2 separate regions of the Bombyx mori genome follow, and region 1 is linked to region 2. Evidence: chromatin contacts called from public Hi-C data. All regions are on one chromosome and are shown on one strand. The core of a region is the stretch at or near the end of the contact, and the rest is flanking DNA. Distances in the headings are between cores, read along the strand shown. Region 1 overlaps LOC101744517 (eukaryotic translation initiation factor 3 subunit A). Region 2 overlaps LOC101742265 (cytospin-A).

Region 1 (2,747 bases), core at 79-2,578, 210 kb before region 2:
AAATCTAGAATCCAGGCATTTGATTATAAGCAAAACCGAATCAGTAGTGAACAGAGTGTGTTACAATAAAAGTGTTGCCATGTTATAAAAACCGTCTTGTGTGTACACAGTAATGTAAATTAAATTAATGCGTCGTAATTATCTTACTTTGTTTTTCTTTTGTATTCAATAAATATTTTATTCTTTAACGGTACAAGGGGTCATATATATATATACTTGCTTATTTCGGAAAGGCATATTGTGTTCGTCCGTCTATGTATATAATATCTATTGGGATATTTCCATAGCCGTTTTTTTTTCTTTTTTGAATAAACGCCCTGCCTGTATACTTTTTTTTTTCATAAATTGTCACAAAACTGAGTTATCGCAATTCGTATTGTTTTCTACGTAACTAATAATGCCTTTTGTATGCTTTATTTAGTGTCATTAACATTCAATAAACTATGGTATGTATCGAAAGTGTATTATTTCACGAAATACATGTATGTATAGAGTGTAAACTGCCCCCAATCGGCTTTAAACTATTTTAATCTTTTAAATATTTAGGAATTCGAATACAGCATTCGGTTGGACAGACGACCATAGATAATACACTTAATATTTAAGACTGGCTGCCATAGATAATAATACACTTAATATTTGACTGGCGAGTCTCCGATTTGGTCATTTATCTTGTCACAAACTGCAATATAAAATTTGTGATGACACGGTCACAAAACAGCCCATTGAGTTTCTCGCCGGATCTTCTCAGTGGGTCGCGTTTCCGATCCGGTGGTAGATTCTGCGAAGCACTGCTCTTGCTAGGGCCAGTGTTAGCAACACTCCGGCTTGAGCTCCGTGAGCTCACCTACATGTTAGGGCGAAGCTGAAATAGCCTCTCAAGGCTATCAGCATAGGTAGGAAAAAAGTCACAAAACAACCCCTGCTATCTGTAATATTTTTGCGGGTTTGATTTTATGCTACGCTGCTCATCCTCCGTCATGGAAGACTTAAGTATAAAAAAAATATTGAGCCAACTACTGAGTCATGTTCTACCTACTGGGTTAGTATTTTTATTTAAACATAAAATATGCATGTACAAGTCTACATTTTCATTATAATGAAAGTAATAAAAACCGTTAATATATTTCAAACCAAACACCAAAAATCTACGGTAGCTTTACGTTTTACGACGGCTCTACACGTTGCCCCAACGTAGGCCCCAACGCCACGCGACCAACGTGTGGATCTAGAAAATAGCATTGGCCCCAACGTTGGAACGATCGTTGGTAGTTGGCCGTCGAGTGTAGGTTTTATCAAAGGAATCTGTGCCAGCGTTCGCGATGCATCCATATGTTGGGGCTTTGCTTAGTCTTGTTGCAACACGCGTCGAGTGTACATGCCGCGATGTCATCCACCATCATTGACGTGGCTTTTTCTTTTTTTTCAATAACAAATATAATTTATACGTACTCAGTACTGCAAAAGCGCTTAGAGCAATTTCAATTTCGGTATCGCGCATCTTCATGTTGGCTCTAATGGAAAGGATCTAGTATAACCGCCAACGTGTGGACACTTGACCAATTTAACCGCTTAACGTTGGTAGCAATGCTGGGGCCAACGTTTGGTGCCGGTGTTACACCGGTCACTCACATGCGCACGAATACGCAAACCCGCAAGTGTGGGACGACATTTGCAAATGATTATGCAAAGTTTTCGCTGCATTCGTGGTTTTCCAAGCTGTGTCGGTTTTTTAACAGACATCAAAGCGCGCGAACCGCGAACCTTCGCGTAGCCTCCCACACATTCGTTTGCCCAGTTGCGCCGACGATTGCGAAGGTAACGGACGTATCGCCATTTTCATAATTCGTGACATCTACTGTGTAGCGTATCTTCGTGAAAAGAAATCCCATAAAAACAGCATGGCTGTTAATGATGTCTGGGAAAGAATTCAAGACTCTTTTTCTTTTCAATGTTCTATTGACGAATTAAAAAGGAGGAGAAATTCGTGAGACATTCGTAAACAAGTGTAGGAGGAAGCGCAAACGGGTTCGCAAATTGAGTATGCGAACCCATTTGCACAGCCGCTAGGTTTGCGAATGAATGTTTGACGGCCCTTCACATGCGCGCAAATATTCGTACATTGTACGCGCATGTCAGTGGCCGTCATTAAGATTAGATTGAAAACTTTTGGTGAGACACAATTTGATTTGCCAGTTTAATTTGTCGATATCTTCGTTATAACTCTTAGGTATTTGGTGCCCCATTTGTTATTTAGTTTGTTTTTGTTTGTTTGTTTTTGCAGTACTAATAACAGCAGAAAATCATATTATTATGCAGGTCAAGCTCAAGGTTGTTATGTGTTGTTTTTCAACTTGCATTTCTTTTTGGACCAGCGATGATTTGCACTTTTTTTTAGCATAGTGGTGCTGCTTTCGTATATATGGGCGCAAACGCCCACTGTTGGCAATAATTAACATAATCATATATAGTTTAGTTTATTCTATGTTAATATTTATTTATTATTAGCAACAAAACTGTTATTCTACCATATTTAATAATTAGCAGACACTGTTTTGATGTGAAAATGTTCAGAATATGTTTAATGTTTAGATTATTGTTTAAAAACACAAATGACTGTATAAATGATTAAATATGAATAAAGCATAAACATTAATAATAATTTATATTATAATTAACAGTACTAATAATTTAATTAAGTATTGTAATTGTTATGCAATGATGTTGTTGGCGCCATCTATTATTAG
Region 2 (2,700 bases), core at 135-2,634:
CGGAGTCAATGACCTACTGAGTCTGAGGTCTGTGTGTGTTTGTATTAACGGACTAGAATTGATAATGTTATTAATTTTCATGCATTGTATTAAATTGAAAAATTTAATCTTACGTACAAATTTTACTGTAATTATGAATTAATATTTTGTCTCTTATGTTAAAGTACATAAGGAAATTATTTTTATTGACCTTTAAGGCTCGGCCTGCGATCGTGAACAAATTCACAAGTGTCCCTGTTGCGAATTTATCATCTTCGATCCGATTATTCGATTATTCATCGTCAAAAAGTGTGTGACAACTTCTCGATTGCATTTACGTAGGGTTACCTATCTCTCGAATAAAGTTTGGGGCAAAGTTAAAGGTTGGGGCAAAGCAAAATTAAACGTTTCACATTTAAAAATGTTTCAAACAAGACATGACGCGTAATACCGTCTGATGAAGATCGATGACGATTGGTCAATAGTAGCGGGAACGGAATTTTTCGAACTTTGTGTTTTCCACCATCGTCACTAGATGGCGTTGTTTCAATGCACAGTTGACGCTCGCGCAACTCGAACACGTTCTTTTGTCCTACCTTTAGAAGCGGCTTTACACCCGTTACATTTATGGCTATATTGTTTCGACTGAGCGTTTATTAGAGGGCGCTAGAGTCGTCAACAACCGCCCTCTTCTGATTCCTCGGCTATTCTTAATTCAGAAACGAAATCTTACTTATCACCATTCCCGATTCTGCAGGCCGAATGGTAAACAGTTGGCATCGCCCTAAATACGTCATTTCGGATCCTCCCGATCTATTAACGGTGCTTTTAGGTACCTCAAGCGTCGGTCAGCGTTCTCTTCGAACCCGTCGCTTGCGACGAAGGCTTGGCGAGTAAATGAACCCGCAGACACAGCCCACTGAGCTTCTCGCCGGATCTTCTTAGTAGGTCGCGTTTCTGATCCGCTGGTAGATTCTGCGATCCACTGCTATTGCTAGGGTTAGAGCTAGCAACGTTGTCAGGCTTGAGCCTCTTGAGCTCACCTACTAGTTAAGGCAACGGTGAAATGGGCTCTCAAGACCATCACCTTAGGTAGGAAAACAAAATATCATCTTGTCTTGTAAAACATTAGTAAACATTTTTGAAACACGGAACTATAAAAATATACGTTAAAAGAAATGGTGGAGTGGAGTGTTTCGTCACTAGACAGTAGATCTTGGTTCTAATCAAGTTGGCCACTCCTGATGTAGGGAATCTAGTATTGGTGTCGGATGATCGTGCGTGATATTGATAGTTCCGTGTCGTGCCCCGCACAGCTCGTCGTGGAACGATGGGCTGGCGTTGTGCGCGCTGCTGCACTCGTACCTGGGCGAGGGCCGCGTGCCGTACTCCACGCTGTCGCCGCACGATAAGAGGACCAACTTCTCAGTGGCCTTCGCAGCTGCGGAGTCCGTGGGCATCCCGACCACGCTGGTACGTACACGGTGCATTCGGATTTATTTTGCTTCTCATCAAGACCCAAAGAAAACTGTCCAATTTTAAATTTTAGGTTAAAGGAATTTCTTTTCCTTCTCATTAAGACTCAAAGAAAAATTACCAATTGCCAATCTCAAATGAAAGAGTGCTTAGAATTCAGTTCAGTTAAAACAAGACTTAAAAAAAAAATTCAAATTTTCAATCTTAGATTAAAGAATGCTTAGAATTTAGTTCAATTAAAAGAAGACACAAAGACAAAATGTGTATTGCCGATCTAGATGAAAGAATGCTTAAAATTTAGTTTACTTAAACATGGATAAACAAAGAACAAAGTCTAAGCAAATATAAGCAAAATCAACAAAGCGCTTCAAAGGGTTAATGTATGTTTCAGTATTTTAGGTCTCTTAGAAATAGATTAAATCTCAGTATGTACGGATTCGTCTTTCCCAAAGTCTACTATATATCCCGGCGTTTTAGTAACAGAAATTGTCTTTATTACTTCAGTGCGTCACGTAGGGTACCTGTGACCAAAATAGCAATCAAAGGGTTAAACCTTATAAGTAGTTTTAATCTACGACTCCCAAAAAGCCGACGAAAATTTGTCAAGTACATTTTCTTTTTTTTTGGCGTAATATTCAGTACATGATCCACCAATATCACATGATGATGATGATGATAATGTTTTTTATTTTATTGCTTAGATGGTTGGACGAGCTCACAGTCCACCTGGCGTTAAGTGGTTACTGGAGCCCATAGACATCTACAACGTAAATGCGCCACGCACCTTGAGATATAAGTTCTAAGATCTCAGTATAGTTAGATGATGACATTTTCTTTCTTTGACAGAATATTCAGGACATGATCCACCAGGAGCGTCCCGATTGGCAGCAGGTCATGGCGTACGTCACCAGTATTTATAAACATTTCGAGACTTAAACGTTTTTAATTCAAATACGTGTGGATAATGTTGGGACGCATTGATCACGCTCTCAATCGATGCGTTTATACGCTTTCGCTCATAGAACAGTTGCTGTTTCGACGTCACACTGGACGGTGTTATACGTTAACGGACCAAGAATATTAAAAAAAAAGCCTTTTTTTATATAATCATGCTTTTGTGTAAACGAATAGTTCTGATTTAAAACGTAAATTTCCAAAAAACAATTATCGAATCGGTACGTACGGTATAAATACAGTTAAAAGCCAATTTATCACGATTTAATTCTACATAAGGACCAAAATATT

Evidence for each region. A called contact is a pair of places that touch in the nucleus more often than the background predicts.
Region 1: a Hi-C map of whole pupa shows a contact between it and region 2, with 2.4 times the contacts expected there. The contact joins two enhancer-like sites. A contact is called at or near these places in 2 of 7 Hi-C or Micro-C datasets (middle silk gland and whole pupa).

Annotation. Positions count from the first base shown.
Region 1 is chr16:3,660,377-3,663,123 of ASM3026992v2, reverse strand. It overlaps LOC101744517 (eukaryotic translation initiation factor 3 subunit A), which reads left to right. Exons shown (of 23, transcript XM_004928885.4): 23 at 1-453. Among protein-coding and RNA genes, the nearest start is that of LOC105842064, 8.2 kb to the right of the region's middle. Within about 2 kb of position 1,328, at least 7 of the 8 cell types and tissues checked have open chromatin away from gene starts, as enhancers often do.
Region 2 is chr16:3,452,400-3,455,099 of ASM3026992v2, reverse strand. It overlaps LOC101742265 (cytospin-A), which reads left to right. Exons shown (of 25, transcript XM_038016558.2): 24 at 1,296-1,452; 25 at 2,302-2,700. The coding sequence ends at 2,391. Among protein-coding and RNA genes, the nearest start is that of LOC101744641, 19 kb to the right of the region's middle. Within about 2 kb of position 1,384, at least 4 of the 8 cell types and tissues checked have open chromatin away from gene starts, as enhancers often do.